Linked DNA regions of Ovis aries: region 2 is linked to region 1. Evidence: chromatin contacts called from public Hi-C data. All regions are on one chromosome and are shown on one strand. The core of a region is the stretch at or near the end of the contact, and the rest is flanking DNA. Distances in the headings are between cores, read along the strand shown.

The links. A called contact is a pair of places that touch in the nucleus more often than the background predicts.
Region 2: a contact with region 1 is called in a Hi-C map of hypothalamus, with 4 times the contacts expected there. The contact joins the enhancer-like site here to the promoter of RPUSD3 in region 1. A contact is called at or near these places in 6 of 16 Hi-C or Micro-C datasets (blood, hypothalamus, liver and 2 more).

The regions. Positions count from the first base shown.
Region 1 is chr19:16,847,377-16,852,846 of ARS-UI_Ramb_v3.0, reverse strand. It overlaps RPUSD3 (RNA pseudouridine synthase D3), which reads right to left and starts at 2,186. Exons shown (of 8, transcript XM_027958105.2): 1 at 2,068-2,186; 2 at 1,621-1,760; 3 at 670-714; 4 at 446-545. The coding sequence starts at 2,168.
Region 2 is chr19:17,078,046-17,083,515 of ARS-UI_Ramb_v3.0, reverse strand. LHFPL4 (LHFPL tetraspan subfamily member 4) reads right to left here. Exons shown (of 3, transcript XM_004018292.6): 3 at 1-2,358. The coding sequence ends at 2,258. Among named protein-coding and RNA genes, the nearest start is that of LHFPL4, 30 kb to the right of the region's middle. Within about 2 kb of position 2,990, at least 7 of the 54 cell types and tissues checked have an H3K27ac peak or open chromatin away from gene starts, as enhancers often do. A contact at or near this core is called in hypothalamus and liver, where this site is marked.

The sequences.
Region 1 (5,470 bases), core at 937-3,436:
ATCTGGGTTTGATTCCTGGGTTGGGAAGATCCCTTGGAGAAGGGAATGGCTCAATTCCCCATAAACAAGCTTATGAGTTTGTGGAACTGCAGGAACATCTCATCTCAAGCACCATCTCTAACAATGGCTATTAGAGGAAAGAGTATCACAGATCAGTTAACAATGCCGGCTATGAATACTGGACTGGAGAAGTGACTATACACTGAGCACAAATGTTGTGAATTCTGTTTTATGGTTAAAGAAACTAAGGCTCAGTGACACCTAAGATCAGTTTGTACATAAGGATTTGAACCCAGATCTGTCCACTTCCTCCTCTTTTTCTTTGTTTCCTACCTCTGTGATCCCAAAGCAGCCAGTGGAAAATGTCTGTTTATTCCTAAGTGGCTCTGCCCCCATCCCAAATAGATGCTTATCTTCCTACCTTTCTATCACTTCCACCACTTACTTCCCAGATGCTCGGACAACCTGGAGCTCCTGCTCCCCAAGCCCCAGGGACTGGCTCAGTTCTGGCAGCACTGACAACAATGTCAGCTCTCCTGGTTTTCCTAGGTGGAAAAAAAAAAGGAAGAGTAAAAGTTGCTCTCAGAGGCAACATCCCTTCTCTTTGATACTGTCTGCTCTCAGACACATCAAAACCCCTTTCACTGCATCTCTTTTCCCTGCCCATACCTGTCACTGGCAGACCCTGTGGCTTGTTCAGTGTCACCAGAGGTCCTGAAACATGTAATACATAAGCATCAGCAACAGAAAAAGCAATTTACAAAGACTTTCTCAATTCATATTATCATGTGGTCCCAGTACAACTCTCATACCGGAGTTATCAACCACGCCCTGAAATGAACTTCTTTCTGAACCTTGCATATGCTCAGCTTGCTGCCTCAACCTCAGGACCTTTGCACTTGTTGCTTTCCATGTCTCAGATTTTCACGTGGCTTGCTCCTTATATCATCATGGCTCAAATGTGATTGTCACAAAGAGGCCTGGGTCTCCAATCTGATGTCTGTTCCTTTCTTGCAGATCCTTACCACCGCTGTTTTATTAACAGTACTGATCACTAGTAAGTATTTTTTTCATTTATATTATTGTTAATCATTTTCTCCCACTGAAAGGTTGGCTCCCTGAAGGCAGGAACCATATTTATTTTGTTCAGCACCAGACAGCCCTGTTCTAGAGCAGTGCCTGGAAGACAGCCTGTGCTCAATAAATAGCTGAGAAAATTCATAAATCACTTGAGACTGAGGCACAGAGACATTGTTATTTTCCTAAAGCCACACAGCAAGCTGATCACAGAGCTAGATATGACTCCAAAGCCCGTTTTGTCCCCCAATACATTAACACTTTACTGAGAGCCTACTAGTGCAAAGCTCTCTGGTTATTTACACTCTCCCTCCCCACAGCTGCATCCCATGATGCTGAGGCAGAGAGAGTACGTGGCTGGTCCCACGTGGTACGTGGTTAGTACGTGGCTAGCTGGTCCCACGTAGCCGTGAGGTTGCGAGTGGGAGAACCAGGATTTGACCCCACAGGTTTTAGTACTCTACCGAACCAGATCCTCAGAAGGCTCGGGTTAAGACTCCTCCCCTTCCAGGTCTCTCGGCACCTGTCCCTCCCACCCCTCACCTTTACGGTCCACCACAGCCGCCCTTAATACATCGACCAGTTCTTCCCGACTGAAGGTCCCCGGTCTCAGCAGTCCTGGGAAACACTGGTCACCCGGGGGATCCGACGGTTTGCTGGCGCCTCGACGTTGCAGCTGATGCCTGGGAAAGGTTAGGTAAACAGAGGAATCACTGCTTCCGGAAGTGCCGCCCACTCTTATCTCCACACACATCTTCCCAAACCCTGCGGCTTCTTATGAATGCTTCAGGAAGCCTGGATTGAGCTTCCCGAAATCTCAGGTTCTATTGGCCCCAATGTACCGAAAAGAGAACTGAGGCTCAGAGAGGTCTACGACTAGTTTAGGGGCACACAGCAGAGATGAATTAGAACCCATATCTAGATCTCTACCCTCCCCCAGCCCCAGTCTCCTCCCTTCTACACAAAGCGGGGCGGAGGTTGTGTAATCACCGGGCCTTGGTGCCAAAGCCTGCGGCTGTGGGCGTTGCACGGATCCCCAGACCCCGCCGCCAGCCACCCCAGGCCTGACCCAAAACCCGACAGCCACCCATCTGCGGAGCGAAGACAGTGCGCTTGAGTCCGGAAGGACTGCCCCGGGATCTCCCACAGCACGCTGATTGGTCAGATTGACTGTCAATCGGAATAGCTAGGCACCGAGTGGTGAGAAAGAGGAGCTTTGCTTTTAACCGGGAAGGAAATGCAGAAGTTCACGATCTGTGACTTTGAGGAAACCGAAGCACAGAGCCGAGCAGGTATTTACTGCAGGTCAGAGGACCGGTCTTAGGACAAAGCCAGGTTTTCTCCTCATTGCAATTCTTCGGAGTCTTTTGACTTAAAAAAAAATAAAAAACCGCCACTGTGCATAATTTTGTAAGGCAAATTGGAAAAAACAAAATCCGCACTCATTTGTTCAGTGAACCTGCTTCAAAGCATACAGCCTGGTGCGTAATCCAAAAGGGGGGAAAAAAAAGGCCAAAGGCAGAAACAGGTTCACTACAGCATTATTTATAAAGGTAGAAATAAATCTCAAAACTGTAAACAAATTGTCCTGTGATTAGATTCATAAGGACATAAATTCACCCATTCAACATTTTTTGAATGCTAACTCTATGCTATGCCTTGGCATCTGTGAACTGGAAACAGATTAACAAAGAGGCAACTAAGATCCCTCATGCCAGGTTACGCAGCCAAAACAACAACAAAAAAGTTAAGCCAAAATATAAAAGACTATGATTCATTAAAAAAAATAAATAATAAAAATAAGTAGAAGTAAAAGATTTTAAAAGACTGATTTCTGATTTTAGTTACATGACCTTTTGGGAAAGTCAGTGGTTGACAATGACAAGGGCTGGAGTGGGTGAGGGAATGAGAATCTACTAAAAATGGGCATAAGGGAACTTTTTGGTATACAGTGATTATATATCTGTATGAATCTGCCAAAAACTTACTGAACTAAATACCTTAAAAGGGTAGATTTTATTGTATGTAAAGTATACCTCAAGAAACTTAGTTTTTTTAATTCAAAGATTTAAGTAGTCAATTTTTAAAAATAATTTTTAAGTTAGTGTGTTGTATTTTCATTTTTATTCAGTTCAAGAAGTTTTCTTTTTATTTTTTCCTTTGGCACTACCACATGAAGGATCTTAGTTCCCTGAGCGGGGATCAAACACACCCCACTACAGTGGAAGTGTGGACTCTTTTAACCACTGGACTGCTGGAGAAGTTCCTAAACAGTCAATTTTTAAATAAATCTGCACAAATTCAGACAGGACTGGCATGAAATTTGGCAAGGATGCAAGTGATTTTATCATATTTGGGGCTCAGACATGAGTGTGCTGTGTCAAAAAGGCCCCACGGTATTTTAGAACCTCTCTTCTGAAAGATCTCCTGTGCATTCATAATTTGCAGCCTGAATAAAGACGGAGGGACAGGACACAACCTACTTTGCCGACAGTAGCCCTCTCCTCCACTGGCCCCGCTTGGCCCCAGGAAGGGCCATTCTTTAACTTGGACTGGCCCCTGGCCTGCTTGAGGCTTGAGCTCCCTCCACACGTCCCAGCCTCATCAAAGTCTGCCCTCTACTGTTCACTGCCTAAAACTGATGTGACTGTTAATCTCCAAGCTTCCAGAAGGAAAGAAAGAAACCTAGTTTTCTCTAGGCTGAGAGGGCTCAGTGCAAAGAAACAATGATCAGCCATTTAAGACTCACATGTGAAACTCAGATTGTCAGGAGGAAGGTAAGTTGGGACAAATTCCAAACTTTAGCCACCCCCAGCCCAACTCAGTTTATGACTAACTGCACAAGAAGAGCCGGGAGGCCACAGCCTCAGCAGCAGTCGAAAGGGAATAGTTTCTGTGCTGATGTAAACATCGTGCCTCATGCCAAAGGCCCACCCCCATGGACCCCCGACAGCACTGAGCCAGCCCTCCTACCATAAATGCAAGAGCAGGAAAGCCCAGAATAAAAATGTTCTTTGCTAGCTCTGGCAGCTTCTCCTACACACGGCTGCAAGGTGTGGGTCGGCTGCAGGAAATGGGTCAGCTGCCAGAAATAACCCTTTACACTTTAACTTTGGTAACATAGGCCTTTGTCTTAGTCTTTAATAAACCCAGGTAGGCCTTATAGTTAGTCAGAAATAACATGTATTTGAATCTGAGAGGCACAGACTAAAGCACGTTCACCTACAAACCTAGTCTTTCATGCTTATCTTGTTTGAGTTGCCCAATACTGAAAAATGGGAGCTTATACTGAGAAACTAATACTTTGTGGCTACCCCAGAGTGCATTTTGAAATCCTAAGATTGAGTGTTCTGAACACGAAAGAAAACTGTCTAGCAAGGTAGGGAAGGCTTTGATGGAGAGTTGCATTGCAGCTTGACTAGTCCTATCCCACTTAGACACTTAAGAGATTGTAATAAAATGTAACATTGAGAAATTAGAAGAGTGCCTTCATCCTACCCTCCCAATCAAAGCCCTTCTTTTTTTAAATTTTTTTAAAAACTTGAAGTATAGTTGATTTCCAGGTGGCTCAGGGGTAAAGAATCTGGTTGCCAATGCAGGAGACATGGGTTCTGTCCCTGAGTGGGAAAGATCTCCTGGAGCAGGAAATGGCCACCCACTCCCGTATTCACACCTGGAAAATTCCATGGACAGAGGAGCCTGGGGGCCCTCTGGGGCCCACAGGATCACGAAGATTTGGACACGATTGAGCACAAGCACATAGTTGATTTACAGTGTTGTGTTAGATTCTGCTATACAGCAAAGTTATTCAATTATATATATTTTGAAGAATACATATCTAATATATATATATATCAGATTCTTTTCCATTATATGTTATTACAAGATATTATAGTTCCCTATGTCGTAGGACCTTGTCATTTATCTATTTTATATATCTGTATATATATATCTGTTAATCCCAAACTTTGCATTTATCCCTTCCTGCCTTTACCCTAACCATAAATGTGTTTTCTTTTTCTTTTTTAAAATTTCATTTATTTATTTTTGGTGACACTGGGTCTTTGTTGCTGTGTGCCGTCTTTCTCTAGTTGCCGTGCAAGGTGTTCTAACTGTGATGGCTTCCCTTGTTGCAGGGCACAGGCTGTAGGGTACTCTGTCTCAGTAGTTTCAGCTTTTGGTCTCTAGAGGGGCTAGCTCAGTAGTTGTGGCACAGGGGCTTAGTTGCCCCTAGCCTGTGGAATCTTCCTGAACCGGATTCCAGCCCATGTCCCCTGCATTGGCAGGCGGATTCTTAACCACTGGATCACCAGGAAAGTCCATAAGTGTGTTTTCCATGCCTATAGATCTGTTTCTGTTTTGTAAATAAGTTCATTTATATTATGTTTTTAGA
Region 2 (5,470 bases), core at 1,741-4,240, 230 kb before region 1:
CCTGCTGGGCAATCACCTAGATGCAATTCCTTCCCAACGGGGTGGGGCATGGCTGCCTGGGCCCCGCCTCTGCCTCTTAGGAGCTAGGTCCTAAGCTTCCCGCCAGCAGCGCACAGGGGTTTGTGGCTCCTGGGTAGCAGCGGCTCCCCATTCCCCATCGCCCTCCCCTTCCTTTCTTCCCCTGCAACTCGCCTCTTCCTCTGTCTCCTCACCATCCCTGTGCCTTCCTTGTCTCCGGCCACCTCCCCTCCCACATCCTAGTTCTCTATCCATCACATCCCCTCTCTGGTCACTCTTTCTCTACTCTGTCCTACCTCGTTCAATCTCCTCATAGCTCCATCCCTCCCCCCTCCCAATCTCTTTCCCCTGTCTCTATCTTCTTCCCATTTCTAATCACTTGTTCCTGCTCCCTCCTCCTGTTGGCTTCCAATATCGGGCTTTGGTTAGGATCTTGAAGGAACTCACTTCTACCCCTCACCCACCCCCCACGAGGCTCTCCCACCCTCTCTCTCACTCAGTGCGGGGCGCGGGACCCTGGGGGGAGCAGGAGGAGGGGCACAGTGCAGGGGCCGGAGCATGGGGGAGGGGGGTGGGGGGTGTGTTTGCCCAGGAGGAGGGAGTAGAGAGGGCAGGGATCAGGACTGTGCACGTTCCAGGTTTCAGGAATCCTCCCAAAACCGAACACGTGATTCCAGTTAGGGTCCAGCTGGGGGACTCTAGGGTCTCTCTTGGCAACCCTAACTCTCAGGTCCAGGTCCAGGGGAAATGAACACAGGGTTGTGAACACATGGCACTCGCTGCTTTCCTCTCTCCTTCGGCCTCACGTGACATGGTGACCACGTGCTTCCCCACTGAGCCTGCAGGGGCCTCCTGCTGCCCCTCCACAGTGGGCCAGGCAGCAGGTACCTGGAGACAGAAGTAGGCACACAAGATGAAGCTAACCGGCCACCCAGTGTGGGGCTGGAGGGGGCCATCCACACCCCAGGCCAGATGGCTCTACCACCAGGACCCCCAGGCAGTGACGGGAGGTCAGACACACCTATAGTCTCCATCCTGTGCTCCCAGGGGCAGAGGGGAGAGAGAAGACCCTTCAGCTGCCCCACACACACACACACGTGCACACACACACACACTCACACACATTCACTCATGCCTCGGCTCCAAGCATGCCCACTGGGTTTGCGACCGTGGGCAAACCGCAAGGCAAGAGGTGGGCAGGGAGAAGGAAGAGGTGGGGACAGGGTTACAAGGCCTGGGGATGGGGTCAGGGGGTACCCTGTTCAGAGGTGACCTGCAAGTTCAAGTTATGCAGAAGAGTATCAAAGAGGCAAGACAGTCTCTGCCCTTGGCAGAAGGGGGTGGGGGACAACATGAGATGGGGCAGAGGGGTGAGGCATCCCCTAATTCCCCACTCATGGGCCTCTCCCCCAACCCCCAACCCTGACAACAGGGCCAAGAAGTCTATGCTGTACAAAACAGGCCAGGGTCAAGGTCCAGTCCCTGGTGAGCTGTCCACGCAGGGAGGAGATGGCCAGCCCCAGGCTGAGCCACTTTCAGCCCCAGCCTGCAGCAGCCACACGCCACCAAGACAGGAGTCTGAGCACGGTCTCTGGAGCGGCCTGTCTTGGCTCAGAGTCCGTGCTGACAGGGCCCCAGTCAGCAGCAGACCCGGAGGCCCTGTGCTTTCTCCCTTGGTGCAGCTCGGAGTCCTTCAGGAGAGCTGGAAGCAGGCTGGAGCAGAGGGGCCTCGGGGAGGCCGGTGGTGCCTGGAGCTCTGTGAGGAGATGATGGAACCGTTGTTGGCAAAAAAGAAAAAAGGTAGGAAAGAGTCCGGTCTGCCCTGGAGCAGTATCTTGAATGAGTTTCTGCAGGAGGTGGGGACCAGAGGAGGCGAGGATGGAGCCAGGCCGCAGCCCTCCAGACTGGGGGAGCCTGGTGGGAAGCCACAGTGCCTCTTTCCCCAGAGACTCAGCAGGGCCCCGGCCAGGCTGGAGAGGAGGAGGAGGCCAGGGGCTGGGGGCCAGCTCCCTTAGGTCAGCTGAAGGAAGTGCAGACCCCCAGGGTCTGCAGGGCCTCTCCCCTCCCCCAGGCTGCATGTCAGCCCCAACCTCTCTTCAAAGCCCAGAGTTCGCAGGCAGATAGCAGGTGAGGTGAGTCCAAGATCGGGGTCTTCCCTCGGAGCGTGAATGGAGGGATGAGAGGGCAGGAGACAGGACAAGCCGAGGGCAGATCAACTCCTGGGCTGTGATTCCGGCCTTCAGGGTCCCTGTGTGTGAGCAACAGGACACGGGAGGACTCCCCATCCGGAGACATCACCCCCTGGCCGCAACACAGAGCTTACTGTAGAGCCCACAAAATCTGAGAGAGACAGAGAGAGAGAATTGGAGAAAGTCAGAGGCCGCCCGGCACTGGGGCTCCCTCAGCCCCTCCTCAGGGCAGAGCTGGGTGGAGGGCTGAGCTGCACAGGTTCTGAAATGCCACCAGGCCTGACGAGCTGGGAGGCCTTGGGCCAGCTCATTCAGCCTGAGCCCCAATTTCGTCGTCTGTACAACAGACATAATAGCCTCCTTCTTCAGAGTGATTCTGAGGGGTCAAAAGACATAAATGACGCCTGCCGAGGGCTCTCAGTTCAGTTCAGTTCAGTCGCTCGGTCGTGTCCGACTCTTTGTGACCCCATGAACTGCAGTACGCCAGGCTCTGCACATAGTACATACATAGTGAAAATGCCAGTACTACAGAGCTTAATTTTGTTCCGCAGGGCTTTGGCTCAGAACTGAGCTGTGAGGCTCACTCACCTTGAGTGCCCAGTGAGGGAAGGAAATCCCCAGATGCTGAAGGAAGGCAAACTGGGGCTCCCTTATGTCATTTTTAGGGTGCTTTAGGGAAGGAGGAGAGGACGCTGAGTGGTACCCACATGGGCAAACCCCCTCCAAAAGGCCACGTCAGTCTTTGTACTGCACTTCTGGAAGCGGCCACCAGAGGGCAGGCTCCGACCTCAAGCGAAGACCATAGAAAGCACCAGGCGTTTGTGAAACCAGAGACAGGAGCCTCAGAGGACAGCTCAGCAGCCCAGGAGGGCTCTGAAAGGGGGACTGGCAGCAGGGAAGAACTTGGCCTTCAGACTTGGACCTGGGCTCAAATCTTGGCTCCACCAATTAGGTGACCTCAGGTAAGTTACTGGACCTCTCCAGACCTCAGCCGTCCCACTTATGAAATGGTCACGGTGCCTGCCTAATGGGAAGCTGTGACAAGTGACAGCTTTCACTGAGCATTCACCACTTGCCCCTTCACAGGCACAATTTTGCTTCATTGCAGGACAGCCCTGTAAGATGGTAGCTTTCTCAACACCGTCGTGTTTTTTTTTTCTTTTCAGTTTTATTGAGATATAGCTGACATACAGCACTGTATAAGTTGAAGGTGTAGAGCATAATGATTTGACTTATATACTGTGAAAGTATTAGCAACCAATTTAATTTTTTTCTAATTTACTAAATGCTTAATAGATGGTAACCTTCATTCAAAACACGTTAAATATACATAACCTACATTATGTGAAATAGGCTACAAAACCCTCAATATTTTTTGGCATTCTGAAATTTTTACACAAACCACAGCTGGGGGAGTACTGATTCAGTAGACAAAATCTGCTCTTTTCTTCTTTCTCTTACTCCAGTAATCACCTCTAAGACACGTTAGACTGGAGGCTGAGTCTTCCCTATCATGGGGAGGGGGTCACTCTCCTCAGAGAAGGAAACCTCATGAAGAACAGGGATTGGGGTGTGAGTCAGTATCACTCAGATTTCTCTAAGATGAGAAACATCTGACTTGTAGAAGGAAGCGTCTCAGGAGGATGAAATAAAAAGGTTGTTCTGAACCTGGAAGGCCTCCCCTCATCCCTTGTCTCATCTCATGAAGACAATTCTGAGGGGTTCTTCTGGGCTCAGGTGAGGTGAGTTGGGTAGAGTCCGGGGAGTCAAAGCCCAGCACTGGGGCAAGTGTCCCTGTGGTCATCTGGTGTGCCTGTTTGCATCCAAGTCCCATCATACCAAGAGGATGGCGACTATGGACAACTCCACAGATCAGCTCTCTGAGTATCCTCAGGGGATAGAAAGGACTTGAGTCTTACTTTTTTTCCCCACCATTTTAATTTAGGTACTGCAGGAAACAGGCTCAAAGAGGTAAAGTCATTTCTTAGCTCAACCTACTTCCAACACAAATAATTTGCCTTCATGGTCCAAGTGTATTCGCACCACAATACTAGAGTACCTCCTGGCAAATGAGCTAATAACCGTCGCTATCATTATGCCCATTTTATAGATGAGAGACTCAGACGAATGTAATTAAAGGAAAGTGCTGAACATAGATCCAGCATCTGCTAACAGTTCAAGGAAGGTTGAGACTAAGAAAACGGTGAAATCCGATTTCTCAAGGCAGAAAACGGGCACCCAGACAGGCGGAGTGTCTCCCCCTTCTCCAGGGGCAGTGTGGGCCCCTGGGTCAGAGGCCTGACCTTCCTTTAGAAAACAATCTGGAATTACCATTACAATTGTGAGTGTGCAATTCCACCTCAGGGAAAGACACTGAGAAAACAGAAAACAAAGACCAAGACAGTCATTCTTGTAATGACCTTCCCAGTAACAGAAAGAAGAAAGAAAAAACAGGGAACCTCCCTAACAGCCCCTACAAGGAGAATGGTTAAGAACCTACAATTCTGTCGTCTTATGTAACACTAAGCATTGGATGAAAAGGACAAGATGGTTCTCCATAAAATGATAAAGATCTTAAAGATGTGCTCTAGAACTAAGCGCCAAGAGCAATCTGAGGAGGGATTTGTTTCCATGATGCCTCTCCTATATCAACATGACACAACCATGTATTTCATAAAAGGATGTACGTAGACACATAGGTAAGCATCTGATAACAGTGGTTAAGGCTCTGGCCTTGGTGGTGTCAGCTTTTTCTTTACTGTATATTAATGTTACCTGATACATATGGAGGTTTATGTGTACTATACTAGGTATAAAGCATACTGTACCAAACATCTGTAGGCTCACCATGCTGGAAAAACTCACCAATAATTGGTACCCATCCACCTGTCCCCCACCTCACATCCTTGCCTCTCTGTTTCCATTCCAACCACAGAGAACCACCATCCTACCTTTTGTATTGATCATTTGGGTTTGTTTGTTTGTTTTTAATACAATATTAAACTAGTGTAGTGTTAATTAGTTTTTAGCTTTAAAAAATTATTACTCTGTCATCTTCTGGAATTTGAGTCCCCCTGCCTCAATATTGTGTTTACAGGATGTAGCCATTCATTGTTACCTAAAACTGGCATTCATTCATTTCCACACGTGTAAACAATTCCGTGATGTGAATACACCACCATGTATTTATCCATCCTCCAAGCTGTTTTTAGTTGCTTGCGATTTTGAAACTCCTGCCAAGAGCATTTATCCACACTTCTCCT